Linked DNA regions of Gossypium hirsutum: region 2 is linked to region 1. Evidence: chromatin contacts called from public Hi-C data. All regions are on one chromosome and are shown on one strand. Each heading gives the region's core, a stretch centred on a gene start, on an enhancer-like site or on the middle of the called end of the contact. The rest is flanking DNA. Distances are from core to core; before and after follow the strand shown. Region 1 overlaps LOC121216387 (a long non-coding RNA gene). Region 2 has its middle 9.1 kb from the start of LOC121216478.

Evidence for each region. Hi-C and Micro-C count contacts between places; a contact is called where the count stands out from the background.
Region 2: a Hi-C map of leaf shows a contact between it and region 1, with 4 times the contacts expected there. The contact joins two enhancer-like sites. A contact is called at or near these places in 11 of 34 Hi-C or Micro-C datasets (callus, cotyledon, fibers and 3 more).

Annotation. Positions count from the first base shown.
Region 1 is chrD04:15,593,792-15,599,693 of Gossypium_hirsutum_v2.1, reverse strand. LOC121216387 (a long non-coding RNA gene) reads right to left here. Exons shown (of 2, transcript XR_005912573.1): 2 at 3,188-4,216. Among protein-coding and RNA genes, the nearest start is that of LOC121216387, 4.6 kb to the right of the region's middle. Within about 2 kb of position 2,478, at least 1 of the 9 cell types and tissues checked has an H3K27ac peak or open chromatin away from gene starts, as enhancers often do. A contact at or near this core is called in leaf, where this site is marked.
Region 2 is chrD04:15,754,443-15,760,658 of Gossypium_hirsutum_v2.1, reverse strand. No RefSeq gene overlaps it. Among protein-coding and RNA genes, the nearest start is that of LOC121216478, 9.1 kb to the left of the region's middle. Within about 2 kb of position 2,423, at least 8 of the 9 cell types and tissues checked have an H3K27ac peak or open chromatin away from gene starts, as enhancers often do. A contact at or near this core is called in leaf, where this site is marked.

The DNA of each region.
Region 1 (5,902 bases), core at 1,229-3,728:
CAAACTTGATGAGAAATCAACAAAATGCATTTTTATTGGTTACTATTCTTAGTCTAAAGCATACATGCTGTATAATTCTATTGGTGGCAAGATAATAATCAGCAGTAATGTAATTTTCAATGAAGATGCAAGATGGATTTGGGAAAAGAGTGTAAGTGATGTTAAATTTGAAATTGCAAATAAAGATGAAGCTCTACAAACTGAAGTATTACAACCTCCTTCTCCAAATCTTTCATCTCCTCTAACTTCATCAAACGTATCTTCAAGCAGTAAAAGTTCATTTGATGATGAAACTCCTCTAAGGAAATACAGATCTTTGGCTAAAATTTATGCAACGATGCAAGCCTTGTTTGTCGTTGATCCTACAACTTTTGAAGTGGTAGTAGGCAAAGAAGAGTGGCGAAATGCAATGAAAGAAGAAATTGCAGCAAGACAACGCAATAAGACATGGGAGCTTGTAGATCTTTCTAAAGACAGAAAAGTAATTGGAGTCAAATGGGTCTTTCGAACCAAGTTCCAAGCAAATCGCAACATTAAAAAACACAAAGCACGACTGGTAGTGAAAGGGTATTCACAACAACCAAGAATAGATTTTGATGGCACTTTCTCTCTAGTTGCACGGTTTGAAACTATTAGAATTGTATTGGCTTTGGCGGTACATTTGAAAAATGTTGTGTATCAGTTTAATGTTAAGTCAGCATTTTTGAATGGGGACTTACAAAAGGAGGTTTATGTTGCTCAGCATGAGGGATTCGTAGTCAAAGGCAAAGAGGAGAAAATGTACAAGTTGCGAAAAGCTCTCTATGGACTGAAGCAGGCCCCGCGTGTAAGGTACAACAAAATTGATACATACTTTTTCAAAAGTGGCTTTGAGAGAAGCAAGTATGAGCCCAATCTTTATTTTAAACAACAGGGTGCTCACGACTTTCTCATTATTTGTCTTTATTTTGATGATATGATCTACATGAGTTCCTTCTATCTTATAAATGAATTTAAAGCTTGTATGGAAAAGAAATTTGAAATGACAGATCTTGGAGTGCTGCAATACTTTCTTGGGCTTGAGGTGAAGCAAGTCAAAGATGGCGTCTTTGTGTAACAGAAGAAATATGCTATTGATTTGCTCAAAAAATTCAACATGTTGGGTTGTAAAATTACAATGACACCAATGAATTTGAATAAGAAGTTGAAGAATGATGATGGTACTGAAGCAACAGATGCATGGAGTTTTAGAAGTCTAGTTGGTGGCTTGATTTACTTGACTAATATGCGGCCTAATACCTCTTTTGCTGTTGGAGTTGTTTCCAAGTTCATGCATTATCCATCAAGACATCATTTTGGAGCTGTAAAAAGGATCTTACGATATATTGCTAGAACTCTTAATTTTAGACTATGGTATGATAATGTTACAGAGTTCAAATTGAGTGGTTATACAGATAGTGATTGGGTTGGGTGCTTGGAGGACAGAAGAAGCTCATCTAGTTATGTCTTTGGTTTTTGGTCTGCTGCTATTTGCTGGAGTTCTAAAAAACAAGCTTAACAACTTTATTTTCATCAGAAGCTAAATATACAGCTGCAACTTCATCAGCTTGTCAAGCCCTGTGGTTAAGAAGGATCCTAATAAATGTCAATAAAAAATATAAGGAAGCAATTGTAATCTACGGTGACAATCAAGCAGTGATTTCCATGTCCAAAAATCCATCCTCCCATGGAAGAACCAAGCATATAGATATTCGGGTGCATTTCATTCGTAATCTTGTGTCAGATGAATTGATTGTTCTGAAATACTGCAACACGAATGAACAAGTGGCAGATATTCTAAAAAAGTCCTTCCCTAAAGATAAACATGTTTATTTCAAGCTCCAGCTTGGTGTTTGCAATTTTGAATCAAGAGGAGTATTGGAGAATGATTCAAAGTCAGTTATTGATTACCTAAATCTTAGCTTTGACTGAGTTGTGCTTGTTTTGTTTTTCCATTAATTATCTACTTTCTATTGTAATCGTGCTAAGATTATTGTTGCACCTTTTATGTTAGTTTGTTATGGTGTAAAGCCTATTTATAGCCCTATCGTTTGTTTCATTGGGTAGTGGAATAATATAACAATTTCAGTCAAATAAATCATCACTTTTTCTTGTGTGACTCTGAGTCTCTTCTTTTTGGTTTGTTACCTGAATTAAATTCAAGTCTATTGTAGACTTATCTGTGTTCACTAGTTGTTTGTTACAAGTCTTGTGTAACTATTTCTTAGTTATTGACAATTATCCCCAACACCTATATCATGAATAATATTTTGATGGAATATGAAATTTGTTCGGGACAATGCATAAATTCTGATAAATCCCTTATTTTCTTTAGCAAAAACGTCCAGGAGCAAGTAAGGCTCTTAATCTCTCATATTTTGAATGTACATTATACATCAGACCCAAAAAAGTATTTATACATCAAACCCAAAAAAGTATCTTGGGCTTCCAAGTATGGTGGGACAACAGAAAAGTTGGCTTTCCAACATTTGAAAGACATGATGTGTATTCGTATTAACATTTGGTGTATTAAACCCCACTCTTAAGGAGGCAAAAAGGTGCTTATTAAAGGCATTTTACAAGTCATCCCTACGTATTTGATGTCATACTTTTATTGCCTAGTTCTTTTTATGCTGAAATGGAAAGTATCATTGGTAGATTTTGGTGGCAGAAGCATAAAGGAAAACAAGGGATTCATTAGTGCCAGTGGCAAAAATTATACGAACTTAAGGAAAAAGGTAGATTGAGGTTTAGGTGCCTAGCGAAATTCAACTTGGCTCTTCTTGCTAAGTAGGGCTATATGTTGCATGTTTATCCAGACTCTTTATTGGTACCCACGCTAAAAGAAAAATATTACCCGATGTCTACCTTTTTAGATTCGATTTTAGGAAATTACCCATCATATACCTAGATGAGCATCTAGGCCATGAAGGGATTTCTTCAGTCAAGAATGTGTTGGCGAGTGGGAACAGGAACAAACATATCTATCTGGAATGATGCTTGGATGTAACACCCCTCATTTGTCTCCATCACAAGATTAGGGTTACGAGATGTTACGACAATTAACAAGTCAAAAATATTTAATTTCAACTCAAAATTCAATTTAAACAATCATTAATATATAAACATTCGATAATCATGCTAATCATACAAAAACGAGACTTAAATCTAGCCAATGAAACTCTATAATCAATTCAAAAACAAGCATGGACTAATTCGAAACAAATAGAAAAGTAAGGTAAAAATAGAAAACAAGGGTCACAAGATCATGTGGCCAGACCGTATAACAGGTTTAGGCCGTGTGGCACTATTGGACATGGTCGTGTTGATCAACCGTGTGCAAGGACCAAAACCATGTAGGTGAAGTCACATGGTCGTGTCTTTTGACCATGTAACAAACTATGGTTGTGTGTGCTAATTGATAACTAAATCACACAGACCACACAGTCGTGCCATATACCCGTGTATGGCACACAATCATGTGTCAAGCCGTGTTTCAACTTGTTTGAACATAAATTTACCCTCCAATACAAGTCATACCATATCATGCTTACTTAGACCACAAGTATGCCATTAATCAATCATTCAACCTGTTCAAATCACACAAAAAACATATCAAAACATGCCATTTACCTAATTCTAACCAATATGCCATAAGGCACCATCACAAACAACATTCAAGTCTAACATTCAACTACAATTTCTACCAAATTCAAACTTAATTAAATAAGGCCATATAAGGTGACAATATGTTGTAATCCAATCACCAATTAACATTCCTTGCCAAGGCATATGCATCACATATTAGTTATCAAAAATAAAACCATACATATATACTAATTCGTAGCATCAAAAACAACTCCAACCAAAGTATTACCTATTCAAACATTATCTATTACATTTGATTCATCTATATGCATTTCATTCCATCATATTTATATACTCCATCACATATCAAGCAAATATCACATTCAAATCTCTAAACCAAGCTATGATCCACCACATCATTTACCACAAACACTCAACTTATATATATAAATACAAAATATGCCACTTATAAAGAATACTTATAAACAAATACAATATACTCCTATTACATGCCACATATCTTAAAATAAATGTTTCAAAGTCTACTGAAAGATAGTTGGATAATGTGATCTTCAACTTGATCCGATTACCCGGTTTCACAAAATAATATCTACAAGAAAACAGGAAAAATGACATGAGTAAGCTTCAATGAGCTTAGTAAGTTCATAGCTTAAAACTATATAACTTACCTTGAAAACATAGTTTAATAACTAAAAAACTCATTAACTAACATTAACCCTGTCAACCACAAGCATTCAATAGGTGAGTTTCATATATACGAGTCATTTAATCATCTCATTTATATGATATCAATCATTATCAACTCATGATATAATATCGAAAATCATGAAAATTTATACAAGTCATCCACAAGGCATCATAACCAAATGTCAAATATATATCATCAACATGTCATTTAACTATTGAAATTCAGACCGATGAACGGATGAATATAGATATGGATACGTAGTTATCCACCCAGGACATGCCAAAATGCTCAACCAAGCCAATCCAACCAAGAACACGTTTGGGCACCAAGTGCCAAGCTCGTAGGCTTTACATTCGCCTCCAATAACACACTAGAATCACTGTAAATATAACTCGATAATCCGCAACAAATGTCGGACTCCGATATATTCAGTGTACAATAACAAGTCATGAATCATCATCTCATCAAAATTCAATCTCATTCAGTACACAAAATAATTTATTGGCATGCCAATTGTATCCTATCCTATGTTCATTTGGGCTCAATACATGTAACCGTATAACAATTTACATTTCAATCCATTTTCTCACCAATTCAATCATAACATTTTAGTTTATAACCCATGTCATCATATTAAAAAATTTCAATAATGATATTACAAAAATACACAAAATAATACCGTATGAACTTACCAGGGCTAAACAACAAATATGGCAATATTAGGGACTAATCAATAATTTTCTCTTTTCCACGATTATCTACTGGTTCTTGATATATACAGTAATTTTATTTCAACTATCAGTCCCAAATACTTTTTAACAATTCATTTGATGCATATGACTTCTTATTGACATTTTACACAATTACCCTAAACTTTTGCATTTTATTCAATTAATTCCCTAAAACCAAAACAAGCTTATTTTCACAATTTAATCCCTAACCTACAGTGTCAAATTCTTAACCATCCCTAAAGAACCATCAAATTCTAAAATTTTACAAGAATACCCAACAAATTTTAATATTTAATCATTTTAGTCCCTAAACTCAAAACTATTCAAAATAACTTTATAAATTAGTCCTAATTCATCATCAAACTTCAAGCTAAAGCATTAACATCTAAAAAGCTTCAAGAACATCAATGAAATGTTTTAAAAACACTGACAATTTCACAAAATAGTCCATGGGCTAGATGGGTTAAGCTACAATGATCTCAAAAACATAAAATGAGTGAAAATGGACTTACATGCATGAAAAAAATACAAGGCTGAAGCTCTCAAGATTTAAAATTGGTGTTTCCATTTGCAAAATAAAAGAATGAAGAAGATGAATGCTTTTCCCTTTTTGTTTTATTATTATTAAACTTTTAACATTAGTTTAATATAAAATTTTAATCACAAAACTAAATTAATCAAGTCTAAAATTGGTCACTAACAATAAGAATGGCTAAATTGTCATTTAAATCCAAGCAATAATGTTTTCCCATCCATTTGGCCTATAAAAAATAATAGCAATTAGCATTTTCAACTTTTACAATTTAGTCATTTTTCTTTAATTAACTAATCAAACATCAAAATTTCTAGACCAAAT
Region 2 (6,216 bases), core at 1,174-3,673, 160 kb before region 1:
CTTGTTTAAAATTTTTGGTTTAATAAAACTTAGTGTGCATTTTCAAAAGTGTTAAAATTGGCAAAACTTCTAAAAATGTTTAAAAAACTTAAACCCAGAATCACTTAACTCAAACCCAAAATTTGAATTCACAATCGTGTTTTAAAAACATTAATTTTAGCAAATCATTTCCAGCTTAAAGACAAACACTCGTTAAAACTATTTGTTTATTGACAGAAAAACTCTTTAGGGGTTACTTAATTTTACAGCGGAAAATTTTCCAGAGTTTTAATTTTGGAAACTGGATTTTAAATTGTTAACCCGCGAGGTTTTGCAGTTTCATGCTAAAATACTCAAAAACAAACAAACGGAATAAAAACCAAAAATAAAGTCTAAACAAATTTATAGTCCAAAATAATTAAAAACATAAATTATCTTATTTTATAAATCGAGAATCAATCCGAGCTCCTGCACACCGTTCGGTCTAAGTCTAAAGATTACCTAAAAAGTCAGAGATTAAACAAAGGGGCGAGCTATAAAGCTTAGTGTGCAACAAACTCAAATAAAACAACCAAAAATTAACAGAATCACAGAGAATTTTATAACAATCATGTGAGCAAACTGAGAATGCTTGCTTATGCCAATGCAATATTTTTCAGAAAACCTAATGCATATTTTATTCAAAAAATATCCTACCCAACTCCGCTACACACCAAATAGAGTTCCCTAGACTCATCCATCCCATCACACCAACAGAATAGTTGTGGTCAATGTCACTAGAGGTTGTAGTTAAAAACTGCCAAATTGGATATATGTGGACAAGTCACTATATTGCAATCAAGCCACCATAAATGCAGACAAGCTGTCAGACAGAAATGTGGATAAACCACCAGCTAATGCAGATCATTAAATTGCCAGAACTTCCTCCATATCATAATATCCCAACCCCATGCAATGTGACATGTCATGCATAAACTAAAACAGAATGATAAGCATGTTGAACATGCATTCATATTCTTGACAGAAAGATATTTACAGATACCTTGTTTTCAAGTCTTATTTAAGCGGTATGGACCCTATGGAGAGGCTAATTATGATTCACGGATCAAATCAGGTCAAAATGGAAATTTTTAAAAATGGGCCCATATGGTCGTGTGGCCCACACGGCCTAGCACACGGTCTCATACACGCCTGTGTGGCTTACATGGCCCAAATAGCTTAGACCATGTGACTCATATGACCCGTTACACGACTGTTTGGCATCAACAATCCCAATTTCGACTTTCGTCGATCACTATTTTCTCGAGTTTTCGTTACACACCTAGTCGTTTTCCAATGCTAACACCTTGGCAAAGATGCCAAAACCTAAAACAGATATTTAAAAAGAACATTTTAGGAACAAAACACTAAATCAAATCTACTAATTTGGCACAACCCCCTAACTTTAGGCCTTAATAAACTGGAAATAAGCCTTTCGAGCATTTAATTACTCACCCAAAATGGTAGGGGCATTCTTAATAATCCCTTAATTGTTCGGAAGACTATTAGTTAAAGAAACATCACCTAAACCAAAGGTTTCAAAGAAAAAAATCGTGTTACACAAAGAAAATAGCAAACTTACTCCATAATCGCAAAAACTCCACAACAAGCAGACGAATCTAACCCTAAAATACTTACCTCGCACAATTCTCATGAACTAATTAGCAAGAGGGTGAAAAAAATTGAAAGTAATAAGGAAAAAAGGTAGAAAATCCAAGGGAATAAAAGAACAAACAGAAAGAAGAGACGATATAAGAAAAGACAAGAAAGCTGAAAGGGGAAAATGTGAAAGAGATAAAAAATAAAAGAAAAGACAAAGAATAATAATAGGGTGAAGGAAACGTGGGGCAAAACAAACAATTTGTTTTTGGGAATGGAAAATTCAAAAATTAAATAAAATAATAATAGATGAAAATAACTAACCAACAAATTTTATTCAGTTTTTCCCAAAGTTTGAATTTAACTCAATAACTGACATAAGGCAGCGGCAGCGTAATGTCAGGAACTAAAAATTTAATTTTGTTTTACTTATGCAAGAATTTAATCACAAGACTTAAAGGTAAACTAAAGTCTTACCACTGAACCAACAAGTTCATTCTTTTTGTCATTTGCGCAAAAATAAAACATAAGCTGGATGCTTAAGGTTCAAGGGTAAGACAAAAATAACTAAAATTTTAAAGAAAATGAATCAAACCTAGAATCTCACACCCAAACACAACTCAATATCTTCTAACCCTGTTTTTGGGTATGACAAATATTCTCCCCAAACCGTATCACATGGTTTTTCTCCTTGCCTAGGCTAGTTTCGACAGCTATGGTTCCAAATTGGTAAAGACATTACCAATTGTAGATGTATGAGCTCCTATCGGTGATCCATCATCAAATCCCACATTCTCTTGGACTACAGATGGGTTGGCCCTATTAATATTCATAGGCATAAGGACCATAACAGGTTTATTTGGCCCACTAAATAATACCCCTTTCCCTTTGGCCCGATCTCCTAGTTTCTTGCTTAACCCATCTGACTTTCCCTTAAAAGCGAAACATGCGTTCACACTAGTGACGTTACTATCTTTTTGCATTAAAACTTGAGATATTTTTTTCGTGATCGGCGACTTCATCAATTGCTCCCTGATTTTGGGTTCTAACTAAAACTGAAAATCTTGACCCTCATGAAATTTCGGCATCTAATCATGTGTTTTGCTCTCTTCCATTACGAGCTTTTCGTCTTTGCTTCCTTCCCACAAGCATCCAAGACCCAAACTTCTCTACTCTGCAGTTCAACTCCGCCGTATCAAAATTCTTCCGTGAATCATCTTCTCTTCCCTTATCACGGCCCCCTAACGACGGACAAACGTCTTGGACATGATCGTATCTACCACAATCAAAGCAAACGTTTGGTAAAGCCTCATATTCCACTCTTTGGAGAGTGCCATCAATTCTGATCTTTGGCTTCAACCGAACTTCCCGATTCACATAGATTGTCATTCTCACAAAGTGGCCCCGCGATCCATTTTCTGCGTTATAATCAATTTTCACAACTCGTCCAATCTCATCGTTCACTCAAATTTTTTTCCTTTACCCATCAGATCAATGGAATTTATGTATATGCAACCAATATGACATTGTTTCAAAATGAAATTATTGGTAGTAGTAAAGAAGAAAGAAAAAAAAAATGAATAGAAAAATTCCAAACTAATTTATACAATTATTTTAATAAGTAATATCTATAACCTTTTGCTTTTATCTTTTAAATTGCTGTCTTTTGTAGAGAAAAAAACAAAATATAAAATCAAAAGAGAAAGGGATAGTTGATATATTGCTCAAATGTGTAGATGGTATGCAAGGATAATGGTTAGGTCCATGTATATCTTATCAAAAAGAGGCATTTGGTACCGTAAGAGATTCTGGCTTTTTTGGTGCTCATCAATTGGTGGGGGCCTCTCCATTTTCTAATTATGTGCTGCAACTTTCCTTCACGTTGATGAATAACCCAGCACCAAGTTGCAGTATTGTACAACTTAATAGCAGTATTGTACAAGAGATATTAATTCGATGAAGAAATAAACTAGCTAGAGGCCTATCAACTTTCACTTGAAAGTTTGCTACTATGGGTATTTAATTTCCAATTTAGATTATCATGCCTTTGCTAAATGCTTAAAAAAAGACAATAAAAAATTACACTTTGTATGCATTGCATGCCAACCAAATAGCTATAAATATTTGATTATTTGCTTTCGAATTATTAGGCCCTTGGAATTATTTACCAAAACGAATTGCTATGTTGGTGAGAGCTTGGCATTCAAATGGGGGGAAGAAACAAAACTTTTGATAAGGATTGGAGTAGGAATGGAAAATTATTAAAAAAACAAACAAAGATCCAAGCTTATCACAATTCTTAATAGGAACATTAAGTGTTAAAAGATAATAATAAAGAAATAAAAAATTAGATGTTTTACCTTACCATTCAATCTTTGAATTCATGTGAGGTTGGTTTTGATAATTTTCTTTCCACAGTTAAGCTAAGCTTTCCAAGAGGGGAGGTCCCCTTCGTCTACATGATAGGAAGCACGTCTGACAAGCAATGCGATCCCTAACATACACATATACCCATTCTAACCATAGTTATCTTCACAGCCCAAAGGAAGTGCTCTTCTCCACAAATAAACAAAGTGCTCACATTCTATAAAATTATATTGTAGTCTGAAAATTTTTTTGGCAAATTTAATCTCTCTACTATAGTTTCAGTTTTTTCTTTTACTTTTAAATACACATTTTCAATTCGGATGTAAATTTGATAAAATAATTTAATGTAGTTGTGTTTTTTAAATGCAGTGGTTTTACATATATACATTATTTGTTTTTTGTACAAATAAAAATATTATTTACATTTTAAAAGAATTAACAGAAAATATTAGCTTTAGGACTAAAATTACATATTTTAAAAAGTAGAGAGATTAGAAAGTATCAAATTATAGTAAATGAATTAAATTTACAAAAAGAAAAGAGAGAGAGAGAAAACATAGTACAGAAATCTTTTGTAGAATTTGACCTAACAAAATTTTTTTTCCTGGATACATCTCCTAAACCTATAAACATCAAATCCTAAACATATTTAAGTGAATTTAAACTCACGACTTTTAAATTGCTGTAACAATAATAATACTAAATGAGTTTGTAGTAAGTCGACAGGCCATTCCTTAAAAAGGAAAAAGAAAAAAACAGGTAAGTAGAAGAAGTAAATAATAAATAAATATATCTATATATGCCCTCATTTCTTCAATGATCCATCCCAAAACCATCCTCAAGTTGCTTAATAATCAAGTTTGGGAGAATGATTAAAGAAAAGGGAGAAAACTAACTAAAAGGGGATTTGTATGTAATGCAATGGTATCCCCACAATGGTGACCAAGAATTGCATGGATTATATAATCATATTCATACGAATAAAGACAAAGTTTTGTGATATAGATACCATGTAAGTCATTATCATGGACATGAAGTGATTTAAGCTTAAATACAACTTATTCTGTTTTTTGTTTAAAAACAATAGATTGCATGATTTAATTAAATTAGACACTAGTTGAAATACAAGTTATTCTTCTTCTTATATAATCATTGTTGAAGTTCAATAGCGAAAAAGGGTCCCAAAAATTATGCCATGCCAACCGGAAAGTAAAAGTGAGCTTGGACCAATTACCTCAACAAAAGAATTCATATCTTGCCCCATATGAAGCAAAAGTGGTTAGATTTTGTTGACCAAAGAAAGGAAATACAGTTGTTAGATTTATGATCACTGCATGATTTGATTCAACTTGAGAAATACAAAGATGGGAGTTTTGCAGTCTAATTGGGGTGACTTGTGTAAGGATAGAACTCGTGATTGGTTTGAATTAAAGATTTAAATGGAAAATTTTCACCATATCATTATTATTTTCAAGTTGCTGTGAAATTTTAATATACCAATTACAATAACATCACTACATTTGGTTTAGCTATCGTGATCAAGTTTTAAAAGGATTAAGATATAAAGTTGGGAGTTTTCTATTCAATCATATAGGCTAAATATATTAATAAAATAATGGACACCAGATATGGAACAAATCACTTTCAAAGCAAGAAATACAAAAATATTCTTACAGTTAACTATTTAAGAAATGAAATTGGACACCATAGTCTTTTTTCTCAAGCTGTCATTGGCATCCACTAAATCTAAGAATTTAGAGACTTTAACAAGTGTGTCTTACTTTCCCTTACCTTATTAAACTTTAGAAATGCAGGGAAGCTAAACCAACCTAAGCATCCCCTCTTTCATTTTATCAAAAGAATATTTTTCAAATAATCATTCTGTTTAATTTTCTTATGTTTAAGGATCCTATGTGCTGAAAATGACATTGCGTAAAAAAAATGAAGAGGGTGTTTTAAGAAATGTGCAAATCATCGTCCTTCTTCCTACATTGATGAGTCTTCAAGTGTCAATTTCTAGAGAAATATTATATTTGATGAGGTATCACTCCATGTTTGATGTGAATTTTGAATTGTCAGAACTGAACAACACTTGACTAGGGACCCACTTATATAGTGCAGTATCACTAAATTCAACAAATGTGTTCTCTTTTTTTTTTGGCAGATTTTGACGTTTGAGGGTGGTAGTGATCCCATGATTAATTTCATTTTTTCAAAATTTTTAACTTTATT